Linked DNA regions of Bos taurus: region 2 is linked to region 1. Evidence: chromatin contacts called from public Hi-C data. All regions are on one chromosome and are shown on one strand. The core of a region is the stretch at or near the end of the contact, and the rest is flanking DNA. Distances in the headings are between cores, read along the strand shown. Region 1 has its middle 20 kb from the start of FGF1. Region 2 overlaps ARHGAP26 (Rho GTPase activating protein 26).

Region 1 (6,666 bases), core at 3,324-5,823:
GCCAAGAGAATAAATCATTTCTGCTGTCCTCAGAAAGGACAAGAATTGTCCTCAGAATGCCAAGTATTCAACTCATCACCCATCTGAATGGACCCTTGGCCCTTCCTCATGGGCCAGATCTAGTGAATGATGAGCATCTCAAGTTTCCAGGGATCTTTTGTCTGGCAGAAATAAACCTAAGTTTGTTTAACAAACTTTATTAAGGATAACAGTGTCAGATTTTGTTTTTCTGGGCTCCAAAATCACTGCAGATGGTGATTGCAGCCATGAAATTAAAAGATGCTTACTCCTTGGAAGGAAAGTTCTGACCAACCTAGATAGCATATTCAAAAGCAGAGACATTACTTTGCCAACAAAGGTTCGTCTAGTCAAGGCTATGGTTTTTCCGGTGGTCATGTATGGATGTGAGAGTTGGACTGTGAAGAAAGCTGAGTGCCGAAGAATTGATGCTTTTGAACTATGGTGTTGGAGAAGACTCTTGAGAGTCCCTTGGACTGCAAGGAGATCCAACCAGTCCATTCTAAAGGAGATCAGTCCTGGGTATTCTTTGGAAGGAATGATGCTAAAGCTGAAACTCCAATACTTTGGCCACCTCGTGCTAAGAGCTGACTCATTGGAAAAGACTGATGCTGGGAGGGACTGGGGGCAGGAGGAGAAGGGGATGACAGAGGATGAGATGGCTGGATGGCGTCACCGACTCGATGGACATGAGTTTGAGTGAACTCCGGGAGTTGGTGATGGACAGGGAGGCCTGGCGTGCTGTGATTCATGGGGTCGCAAAGAGTCAGACACGGCTGAGCGACTGAACTGAACTGAACTGAAAAGTGAGATTTCAGTTCAGGTAATTTTCCATTTGTGCCACAAGGGGGCACCCTATAATGTCGTAGGCATTTAGGGTCTGGATGAAGGCCCTGAAAACGAAAGGTTGAGTGACCTGCTAGGCAGGGAAGAGTGGAGCAGGGAGCAGTTACTTTTCTTCCATCAAGTAGCTGAATGATGTGGCTTCAGAGTTAGACTTCAGTCCTGGACTCTGGGCTTCCCTGGTGACTCAGACAGTAAAGAATCTGCCTGCAATGCTGGAGACCTGAGTTTGATCCCTGGGCTGGGAAAATGCCCTGGAGAAGGGAATGGCTACCCACTCCAGTACTCTTGCCTGGAGAATTCCATGAACAGAGGAGCCGAGCCGGCTACAGTTCATGGGGTCGCAAAGAGTCAGATGAGACTTAGCGACTAACACCACACAACCTTGGACTCTAGAGCTAGGTTTCTCAAAAGTGTGATCCCTGGTCCAACTACCTGGGAAGTAGTTGGAAAAGCAACTTCTTGGCCCCATCTCAGATAGCTGTATCCGATACCCTGGAGGCGGGGCAGCCATTTCTTTTAATAAGCAGCTCCCACTCTCCCCCAAGGTGATTGCTCTGCAGGCTCTAGCTTGAGCACCACTGCTCTCCAGTCCAAAGCATCTCTCTGGTTATTGGCTGGGAGGCAAAACCACCTTGCTATATGATCTCATCACACTTCTGCCAGGAAGTGAGATCTAAGAGCCCACTTCTTGATGCCTAACATCTTCTTCAGGCCACTTACCTGAGAACACCTGAGGATACTGAGGTCTGTCACTCTGCATGAACCTGTGGAATCTCTGGCTCTGGGAGAAACAATGGAGTGCTAAGTTGGACGTCTGTCCTCATGGAGCTTCCACTCTTCCTGTAGAAGATAGAATTGCCATAGAAAACCAAAGACGGAGGGAGTCCCGAAGGGTGTGGTTCTGGCTACAGGGGGAAGCAGCATGGAAGTTCCCTATATGCCAAATTCCCTTCCTGACCTTGGACTTCCAGTCTTTCCCAATGCTGCTGCAGCCCCTCCCTTTCTCCTTCCTGTGCAACTGACCCCCCTGGGTTAGCCCCGATTGTCTCTTCCTTTTCCCCTAATCTCCCATGGCTCTTGTCTTATTTCTCCCACCTCATTCTGGTTTTGTTTAAAATCACAGAAGTCCAGGGCTAGGTCCAGCAGGGATGGGGACCCCAGAGGGGCAGGGGGAAAGGAGAGAACAGAGTGGACAAAGGCAGGTTTCCTTGTGGGGTAAAGCCCAAGAACCTCTGACTGCACTGGAATCCTGGTTGCTCCTACCCATCATGCCATGCAAGTCTGGGGGACTGAGAGCACCCCAGGCTGCAGAGAGTGGGAGAAGTGGCTGAACCTGAGCTTAGCTTTGGCAGGTGAGCAGAAGGGAGGGAAGGGCCATGCCAGCCCCATAGCAGGGAGGAGCTAAGGTGTGATGGGGAGTCATGTGAAGTAAGACTGGATGGGTCTCCAGACTGAGAAGATGACAAAGTTTGACTTCAATGATGGAGGTACTAGAGAGCTATACTAGATTTTTGAACAGAGGAGAACTGTGCATAATAATAAACTATATTGGTATTGAGAAGGCATCATATATGACAGGGGTTGCAAACTCAAATACCTATAATGTGAAGCAGGCCAAGTAAGAAGCAGTGGGCATGGGAGATGCTGGGGAAGCTAGAGCGCTGATGTCTGCCTAAATGAGCAGTTAGTATACAAACCCAGACAATTACTGCCATGGAGAGGTAGAAGCCCATAGCAGCCAACTCTTCTAGCTTCTCAAGAGAAGTCAGAACTCTGGATTTTTTCCTTAATATGAAGTTTCTTCATTATTAAATATGGCTAATTAAAAATGTTAAAATCTGGACCTCTGGTTGGCCAGTTCTCACATGCATTTTTTTGTCTGACCTGGGGGTTTGTATCATAGTCTCAAAATACTATACTGTTTCTTCCTCCCTCAGTCTTTCATTATCAAATCCATACATTATGAACAAAAAATAAATACAACATTCATCTGTAAGTGGGACTATCTCATTGATCCTCCCACAATCCTGTAAGATGAGTTAGTTCCACTTGTGGATGGGACTCAGCATCAGAGAGGTACAGTCACTGGCTCTGCATCACATAGTTACCAACTTGGGAGCCAGGATTTCAGGTGGTCAGATTCCTGAGTCATGCATTTATCCTATGTGTTATGGCCCTTCCTGTATAGTTCTGTTAGCATATTTGTGTCCTGTTTTTCTCTCTTCCAACCATGAGTGATATTCATGAGGTTATATTTACCATCTTGTATTAAAATGCCAGTTCTGCCTTTTCTATTGCTCATACCCTTGGTATATAAAGCATGTGAGTCAGTTCTGCTCAGTTTGACAGACATTTATTGGAAACCAATCATGTGCCGTGTAGAGAGGTGGACACCAGTCCAACTTCATGAAGTCATTTTAATAGGGGATTCTGAAAACTAGAAGTGCCACCTGTCATGGGATATCGTGTTGGGATAAAGGCATCTCCAGTATGCAGCGAGATCACACTGTGGAGTTGTGAATATGGGGAAGGGGTGGGTTGGGGGTGTCTTCCTGAGGTAAAGGTTGTAGGGCTGAGTGTCAGAGAACTCTGAACAACACCAGGGTTCAAGAGACCAAACAGTGGGAGAGCCGCAGAGTGGAGGGAAGATCAGGAGAGTGGTGACAAGGCATCAGGGGAAGTGAGGAGAATCTACCTGGGAGGGCTAATAGATGGGAAGGAGGGCCAGTGTCAGAGTGTGTAAGGTGGATAGGCTGAGGGGACACCGCGTAAGAATAAAGGTTTGTAGTATGAACAGATCAGTGAATCCATGGAAAGGCATGAAGAGGACATTGCCTCAGCTCAGCCTGGCACACAGGAAGGGCTGACTGCCTGGGAGTCTGTTCTGTATCTCCTTTATTAAAAAAAATTTATTTACTTATATGTTTATTTGACCATGCCGGGTTTCAGTTGCAGCACTCGGAATCTTCGATCTTTGTTTTGGCATGTAGAATCTTTAGTTGCAACATGTGGGATTTAGTTCCCTGAGCAGGCCCAGGCCCCCTGCAATGGGGGTTCAGAGTCTAAGCCACTGGACCACCTGGGAAGTCCCTGCTCTATGTCTTATTGTTTGTGGCATCTTAGACAGTCACCTCTTTGATCCTCAATTTCCTCATCTGTAAAATGGGATCTCTCACTCATATGGTTTGATGAGAATTGCATGAGATGGACGTGCCAAGCCTAGACCAGTGCCTGGCCCAGGGCAATCACTTAGACAGTGTGAGTTGTGATTATCATAGTTGGCGCTTGGTAAATGTTTGTTGAATGAATCAGAGAGAACAATGGCTTAAGCAGCCCCAGTGATACTCACTAGAGGTGGGAGATTAGGAGAGGAGCTAAGCTTAAGACTAGCCCCATGGTTCCATTGTCTTTGACTGGAAAATGGGAGTTACATTCATTTGCACGAGACTTCAGCTTTATCATAAACTACAAATGAAGCCATCTGGTCTCCCTGAGAAGCATCCCACCTGGACAGGCAAGTGTGACCACAAGTTCTGCAGTTGAATTGGGTGCTGAGGCTGCTGATTTTCCCCAGTGCGCTTGTCTGCATGCAGGCGTATCTAGCATTCCTGAAGATTACATCATTCCCTCCAGGTGCGGCTAGCCCTGCTGACAGAGAATGTTCTCCCGGGCAGTTGCAACAACCTGGCACCTGCCATGGAAGAGCCCAACCAGTGCTCATATGCAGCTGTTCAGGATGTGTGCCAGCCTCGCTGACTCCGGATGATGGGCGGATACAGCTATCGCCACTGCCTCCCTTGCTCCTGAATACAGTGGAGCGGCCAGTCTCCCAGTCAGGTGGGTGACTCTAAGTGGCCGCTTTCACCCCGGGGATTTCCACGAGACCCAGGAAAAGAGAGAAAAGCTCTGTAAAATGGTTACACTCGTACTTTCCATTTCTGTAATCATTTTTGTTAAAGATCTCAACGACTGGGGCACGTCGGAATTTTTCTTCAGAGATTCTATGCTGACAAGTATTGTACCGTGGTTTTCAGGTGGTGCTGGGTGCCCCAACACCCGAGGAAGGGATCTCAAAGATGAAAGTCTGCTTTTTTCTGAACGAAGTACTTCCTGTGGCAGTGGAGCCCCAACTTAGAGTGAGCTGGATTCCTCTGTGGAGAAGAACAGACATAGCGCCATAAGTTCTGATTGGTAGGTGAGTAGCCAGACCCAGACACTGGGATCACTAACCAGGTCCTTAGGAGGTGTTTCTCACAGTGTGGTCCATAGGCTGCCTACATTGTCTCCTGGGTACTTGTTGAAGAATCTGTACAGGTTCCTTGTTCCCACCCCAGACTCACTAAATAGACTGGGTACGATGGCTTCCTGTGGTTAAAGGTGACTTTAACCACAGATCTCTCAGCAATTTGAACACATTTACATTGAAAACTGCTGCATAAAAGATGCTAATGTACCAGGACACTCAGGAAGCCACTGCTTTACAACAGTCAGTTTGAATTTCTGTCCAATAGACCCCAATTTTTTTCCTGACTCAACTAGACTTCCCTCAGCAACTGAGGGGAAGTGTTGATCAACAGAGCACAAAGAAGCAGAGAAAGAAAAGTGATATAATCTGAGGCCACATTGAGTCTAAGGCCAAGAAATTACGATGGAAAAACACCACAGCTTCTGGCCTGGCCTGTGACAAAGCTTTGGTGGGGGGGGGGCGAAGGGGAGTATGCGAGAACCATCAGAAAACTGTCCACATCACCCAGTTCTATTTTTTTTAAAGAAAGAAGCAGTCTTATATTTTACTTTATTTTTATTTTTTAATTTTATTGGAGTATAGTTGATTTACAGCGTTGTGTTAGCGTCAGGTGTACAGCAAAGTGACTCAGTTATATATATTTGTTCTTTTTTAGATTCTTTTCTCATATAGGTTACCACAGAACACGCAGTAGAGTTCCTTTTGCTATACAGTAGATCCTTGTTGGTTATCTGTCTTATATAGAGTGTGTACATTCATCCCAAGTTCCTGATTTATCCCTCACCCCCTCATTTCCCCTTTGATAACTATATGGTTGTTTTCAATATCTGTTAAATCTGTTTCTGTCTGTAAATAAGTTCATTTGTATCACTTTTAAAAATTAGAGTCCACACATGAGTGATACATTTGTCTTGTCTGACTTCACTTAATATGGTAAACTCTAGGTCCTTCCCTGCTGCTACAAATGGCATTCTTTATTTTCAATGGCTGAGGAGTATTCCAGTGTGTGTATGTACCACAGCATCTTTATCCATTCCTATGTCAGTGAACATTTAGGTTGCCTCCATGTCTTGGCTATTGTAAACAGTGCTGCTGTGAATGTTGGGGTGCATGTATCTTTGCGGATTATGGCTTTCTCTGGTTATATGCCCAGAAGTGGGATTGCTGGACCATATGGTAGCCCTATTTTTAGTTTTTTTAAGGAACTTCCACACTATTCTCCATAGTGGTTTTACCAATTTACATTCCCACCAACAGTGTAGAAGGGTTCCCTTTTCTCCACACCGTCTCCAGCACTTATCATTTATGAACTTCTTTGATGATGGCCATTCTAACTGGTGTGAACACCACTCAATTCTTTGATGAAAGGGCTCATGGTAGTTTGCAGCCTCCTCTGGGAGAAGAAGCTGCTGCTGCTTTCAGACCGGAGTGGCTTTTACCTCTGCCACAGGCTGGGGGCAGGACTGTGTGAACACAGCAATTGGGAACTTGGATACCAGAGGTCAGAGCACTGTCCCTGGTCTTAGCCTGCAAGATCCAACCCCCAGGGAACAGAG
Region 2 (6,304 bases), core at 3,083-5,582, 200 kb after region 1:
CCCTAAAGAGGTGATATTTAAGCTGAAAACTGAATTGCAAGAAGTAATGAGTTGTCCGCACAAGAATTTGGAAACAGAACGTCTAAAAGAACAACCAAATGCAGAGTTTAGGAAGTGGGGAAGGTTTGGTCCATTTGAGGTGCAATCAGGTGACAAGGCTTCCCTGATAGCTCAGTTGGTAAACAATCTGCCTGTAATGCAGGAGACCCCAGTTCTGTTCCTGGGTTGGGAAGATCCACTGGAGAAGGGATCGTCTACGCACGCCAGTATTCTTGGGCTTCCCTTGTGGCTCAGCTGGTAAAGAATCTGCAATGTGAGACACCTGGTTTCAGTCCCTGGGTTGGGACGATCTCCTGGAGAAGGGAAAGGCTACCCACTCCAGTATTCTGGCCTGGAGAACTCCATGGACTGTACAGTCCACAGAGTCGCAAAGAGTCGGATATGACTGAGCGACTTTCACTTTCAGGTGACTCTGTGGTTGGAGGGCGGGACCTGAGGGGGTGAGCACAGGGAGATTAAGTTGAAAGGCAGCCAGGAGGCCCGAGTGTCTTGATCCCAGTCCAGAACTGGTAGGGAGGGCTACATAGAATCAGTCTTGGATGGTTTTTATGTCACCAAAGGTGGGTTTTTTTTTTTTTTTTGGAGGGAGGGTTAACTTAGATTTAGGGTTGAATATATCTACTTAAATATAACTTGGCTGAATGAGCATTTGCAAGAAGATGTCAGCTGAAGCTTGAAATTTAGACCCTACTCTGTCACCAGTTCCGCTCTGCCTTCAGTGTGGTTGCTTACGTTTTTAAAGGTTCTCATTTTTATTTTTAAAGAATCTGTCTTACTCATGCATAGGAAGAATACCGTATTTTGAACCGATGACTAAATTTTGATTTGGCGTGCTGTTGGTTCAAGTGTTATAAAGAGGTGACACAGGCACCGTGCTAACTCAGATTTTATACCGAGGTGTGGGGGAGTTTTTTGTGCCGGAACTGCCCTGCTTCTTTACTGATCCTGCTTCTATGTCCCCCCTCCCCCACACCTCTGCTTTTCCTCTCCAGATTGAGAACGCCAGTGAAGTGCTCATCACTCCCTTGGAGAAGTTTCGAAAGGAGCAGATTGGGGCTGCCAAGGTGAGAATTTTGCAGGCCTTCTTGGATTTCGGGACAGGAGGGCTGGAAAATACAACACCTAGTGTCTGAAATAAGACTGAAAGGTCAACCCCAGATCAGTCGTTGCGGTGTTCTGGTATCTAATTGTGTTGTGCTAGTTCATAAATCATCCAGAGGTGGAAGCTGTGCCTCCTTTGCGTGAGTAGTTAACCTGTGTGTTTGGACACCATGGAATTGTATTGCTTGCAGAGGTCAGGACTGAGGCCTAGGACAGGGGTTGCAAATAGGCCCCTGTGGATGTGAGGACCCTCTTATTAGCCCACTTTTGCTGTGCGTGAAATTGAGCCCTTTGTTGTTAGATCTTTACATTTTTTCAAGAGAAACTGAAAAGTCAAAGTTTTATGCGAATCTTCCCAGCTTTAAAAAATTGGTGGCACATAATTAAAAAATATATATTGCATGCTGTGCAAGTCAAAAAGTGGGACTGCTTCAACCCAGAGGTCAGCATTTGTTACCCCTGACCTGGAAAGACTGTCGCTGAAACTTGGCGGATTCTAACCTGTTACTCATTTTTTTAAAGGTGGATTCTCCCGGGTTTCCCGCCCTGTGATAAATCACTAGACAGCCCCAGCCAGGTTGACCTTCAGTAGAGTGTTAGAGCCCACCTATGGGCAAGATGTTTTCATTGGAATCAATGAAAGCAAAAGAATTTTCAAGGTTTTCTTCCAGTTTGTTTTTTTTTTTAAATGAACTGAGCCTTTTGCCTTGCAGCCCCTTGCGCCACCTGCAGGGGATCTTGGGCAATGTCACCCTCTTGTTGAGACTGGATTTTACTCAGTTGTGAAATGGCCTTGAGAGGTGCCTGCTTGTAGGTAGGAAAAACAGAACCGAAGTGTAACTAGGGGTGGTCTCTCCCACCCCCAACTAAATGCCTCTGCTTTCTGAAAATGAATATGATTAGGGCGTGAAAGAGACATTCTTGTCAGTCACCGTTATTCAGAGGGATGGATGACCCTAGTTTGAAGGAGGGACCACGGCCAAGATTTTTCTTCCAGTTTTCCAGCACTTCTCATCCAATTTTACAGTTTTCATTTATGAAGAAATTGGAGCTCATTGGTATTGTATCATCATATGTTAAGGAATGTGTAATTTAAAGGAAGTCTTATTCTGCTAAGATTTTGTCCAGGCCTTTGAACAGGCCCAGGGACAGATGGGAAAATGCCCAGTGCCCCTCCCTGAGTTCTCACTGGTGCAGATCCCACGAGCACCTTCTCTTTTGTGGCCTTGGGGCCTGTGCCTCCCAGTCCTGCCAATATGGAAGCGGCTCTGGAGGGTCCTAAAGAGCTTTGAGGCAGAGGCAGAGCAGACCCATGTATTGAGTCATCTTTCCAGTAGTCACTTCAACTCCCAAGCACAGACGCCTCTCACTCGGGCCTCTTCCCTCGGCTCAGCTTTGGGGATTACCATGGTTACCATGGAGGAGGAGGGGAAGTCTGAGCACACTCCTTTTGGGCTGATGTCAGTGATGGTCATGACAGGAGCAGGTACTTTTCAGAGAGCTATAGATGGTGAGAAACACAAGAATTAAAAAATTTATAGCAAAGAGCCACTCACCAAAACATGTTTCTCCTCACACACATTCTTCTCTCTCATTCTTGTCAAAGAACAAGGTGATGACACTGGGGATGATTTCCCATACCTCCCCCTTTGTTTTTTCTTTTTTTTTTTTCAATATACCTGTTCCTCATCCCCACCTCCACACTGTACCTGTATATCACAGAATTATGTACATTTGCAAGAACACAAAGAAACAACAATCCCTCTACTAGGCCACTGAGGGAGCAAATTCAGGAATACCTCAGAGCCAGCAAGTTCTCTGTAGTGGCCAAGTGGAAGTTTCCAAACTCTGCCCGTGTGATGCTAAAATTACCCATCCTCCTCCCTACTCTGGTGCCAGTTCAGTTGCTATAACAACCTGTTGCTACTTGAAGAAGCAGAAGTTAGAGTGCTAGGGGTGGTGGCAGGGAGTGAAGGCTATGAATGAGGAGCAATCTTGTGCTGATATGGCTGCTTTGGGGTAGGGAAGATCCTATGGGCTTGGCTTAGCCCTGGCCTTACTTTTAGATACCTGAGTTTGGGGGAGATGATTTTTCTTACAGCCAAAGCTGTGTTCTCTAGTGAAGCTACAATAGATGTAAGAGAGGGGGCTTCAGAGTGGGGCTGCTTGAGTCCAAATCCCATTTGTGCTGTTCACATATAAACATGGGGTGGTTACTGACCTTCTTTTTCCTAAACTGAGAAATGGGGATCATGATAGTGCTCACCTTACAGAGTTATTATGAGGAAGAAATCAGTGAACCCCTATGAAGTGCTCAGAATGCTGTCATAAGGTCATTTGGTATTAGCTGTTCTGTTGCATATACACAGTTCATTCATAAGATACAATGAAAGCCTGCTGCATGCCTGGCACTGTGTTCCACATTCCTGTTTGGTGGAGAATGAATGCAGATGTAGTTGCCTTGCCTGTGGCATGCAGGGAGAAAGGCCCGGTACAGAATGGTGTAAATAAGCATATGATCTCGCACATTGTGGTGGGTGCTGTGAAGGGTTTCCTTCCTGGGATGTGGGATGTGGAAAGCGAGTGGTGTTTTGATAGAAGGAGGTAGGTTTAGGTGCCGGACCTCATCATCACTGCCGCTACCCTGGCTGCCACCACCATCAGCAGCACGGAATTCTATCGAGCAGTTTCCAGGTGCTCTGCCAAGCACTGGACATGGCTTATCTCATTTAGTCCTGACAGTCCTACTATGGGGTGGGTGTTCTTAAGGCTTTTTTTGTTAGTCTCTGAGCTGAAAGGGAAAACTGGAGGCATTATCTGGTCTAGTCATCCTGAATTTATAGATCAGGGAATTGAGTCCTGGAGGGACAGTGGTTTGTAGGGAGTTAGGAATCATTACCAGAACCCTAACTCTGTCTTGGATCCATTTTGCCAACTACTGTGTACCCTCTGGAAGTCAGTGAATATCGCCTTGGTACCTGAGTGGCTGAGTCTTACTACCTTCCTGTCTAAAGAACATTATCTCAATCTAAGTGGAGTTATGCCCCCAGAGATCTTGTTGCTGTTTTCTCAGGACAGGAACTGCTTCCTGTTCCCTTAAGCTCTGGCTGTCCTCTTGAGCATGGAATGTGGAGGCTCAAGTTGCCAGAAAGTCACAGAATGTCAATGACTCATGTTCCCAGGCCTCTTCTCACCTCTGGTCAGCTGGACTGTGCTGGCACAGGGTTCCCTTTTGGGGGTTGCTGACAAGGCTGGTGAAAGGGTGGTGTGAGTATTAAGTAGAGTTGGAACCGCAGCTCCAAGTCACTAGATTTCTGTGAAGGAAAAGCATTGAGTCAAGTGTCTTGCCTGTACCTTTCCTTGTTTGAAGGATTAATGTGTCCTCTGGCTTTGTCTCCACTTGCTTCTACATGTTTTTTCATGTATGTAAGACTTTCAAACAAAATTCAGATTTGTAGAAATGGATACATGCCAGCTCAAATGGGTAAATGATGATTCTGCCCATTTTGTGAGGCTTAGAGTCTTGGTGTTGACCAGATAAATGGTGTTCTGATGCCACGGGTGCTTGTCAGCGCTTCAGGTGATGGTTTCTTGGTGTCTCCGTCACGCTTAGGCTCTGGGTGTTCTGCCATCTGCATTTGTCAGTCCCCTCCTGCTCACTAGGAGCAGATCTTTGATCACACTTCCCCTCCCCAGGGAGGCCTCCCCAGAACACTGTCTGCAAGAATCTCTGGGACTGCACCCTGTTTCCTCACGGACCTGCGGCAGTCTGAAATAATGCTGTTTGTTTCCTGGTTAACTGTGTTTCTCCTTCTGCTTGAACACCCCCACCATGAGGGTGGGGCTGTTTCTGCCTTATATTTCCAGTGCCTGAAGGATCCTTACACAGAGTGTTTGGACATTACATCATCATTAAATGAAGAGGGGTTTCAGCTTCCTTATCTGGCCACAGATTTTTTTCTCCTCTTTTCAGCCTTGGAGTTGCAGAAAAGTATCTCCTGTGGAATCCCCAAAAGTCAAAAGCAGGAGTGATGCACCCAGTTAGTGCATTTGATCCTGTTTATCAGGCCATGGTGGAGCTTCCTCCAGCCCCCTGGCCAGCCATCCCCACTGAAATGTGGAGGGAAGAGAAACCACCTATGACAGTAAGTCCAGGTGTGGGCTTAGAAGCAGCTTGTTTTGGGCTCAGACTCCAGCTCTGTCACTCTCTGGAACTTTTTACAGAAGTTAACCTCCTGTATCTAAGTTTTCTTATCTGTAAAATAGGGAATAGAAACTCAGTGACTTTGGGAGAGCAGGGATTATTACTTGTAATACAATGTTTACATATATATTTTTTATTTTGAAAGCAACCATATAGGATAATAGACATCTCCCTAATGGAGGAAAACATGACTCATTATCCCATTTCCTATCTCAAGTATTTTCACTGAAGTATCTTCCCACCTAATGTTTGTGTGCAGGTAGACACATTCTTTGTAGGATGCAACAAGTTTGTATCATGCTGTCACTACTTTTCATTACATTGTGAGCATCCCTCCATATGACTAGCTAGCCTTCTAAGTTATGTTTATTGAGTGCCTCATATTTTAATTATCCCAAATTCTATTCTTAGGCAGCAATGTTACTGTTGCTTTTTTTTGTTATTATAAATGCTGCTGCAGTGAACACATCTGGAAAGATAACATCTTCTTTGTTTTGAATTATTCCTTACCTTGAAGATCCCTATGTGTTATTATTGCATCAAGGATGTTTAGGTCTCCAAATTAAACAGTGCTTTTTGAACATGGTTAACGCTTGATCTACCATTAGTTCAGACTTGTCCCCTTTAAGGTGTATGTAGACCTTCCTGTTCAGGGATTAGCTTTACAGATAACTTTTCTTCTTCCTTTGGCTTTGAACATCCTTGTGAGTTATAAACTAGAGATTTCTATCTTACAACTGAAGCTTTTAGAAGGCGGAGTCCTGACTCTGCCACTGTGAAATACTGGCATTGCCTCGTTTGTGGTATTGTAGTGGCTCCTCTATGGTAGACCCCCAAAACGGTCAGTATATTGATGTGTGGTTGTTTGGTTTCATGGGCATTATTGGAAGAGTAGGATCTGGGTGGTCTGCCACATTTCTGGGTCTAAGGGAATGATGA

Evidence for each region. A called contact is a pair of places that touch in the nucleus more often than the background predicts.
Region 2: a Hi-C map of liver shows a contact between it and region 1, with 11 times the contacts expected there. The contact joins two enhancer-like sites. A contact is called at or near these places in 7 of 11 Hi-C or Micro-C datasets (blastocyst, blood, liver and 3 more).

The regions. Positions count from the first base shown.
Region 1 is chr7:53,745,713-53,752,378 of ARS-UCD2.0, forward strand. No RefSeq gene overlaps it. Among named protein-coding and RNA genes, the nearest start is that of FGF1, 20 kb to the left of the region's middle. Within about 2 kb of position 4,574, at least 15 of the 102 cell types and tissues checked have an H3K27ac peak or open chromatin away from gene starts, as enhancers often do. A contact at or near this core is called in liver, where this site is marked.
Region 2 is chr7:53,944,464-53,950,767 of ARS-UCD2.0, forward strand. ARHGAP26 (Rho GTPase activating protein 26) reads left to right here. Exons shown (of 23, transcript NM_001205522.1): 4 at 1,053-1,124. Among named protein-coding and RNA genes, the nearest start is that of ARHGAP26, 140 kb to the left of the region's middle. Within about 2 kb of position 4,333, at least 26 of the 102 cell types and tissues checked have an H3K27ac peak or open chromatin away from gene starts, as enhancers often do. A contact at or near this core is called in liver, where this site is marked.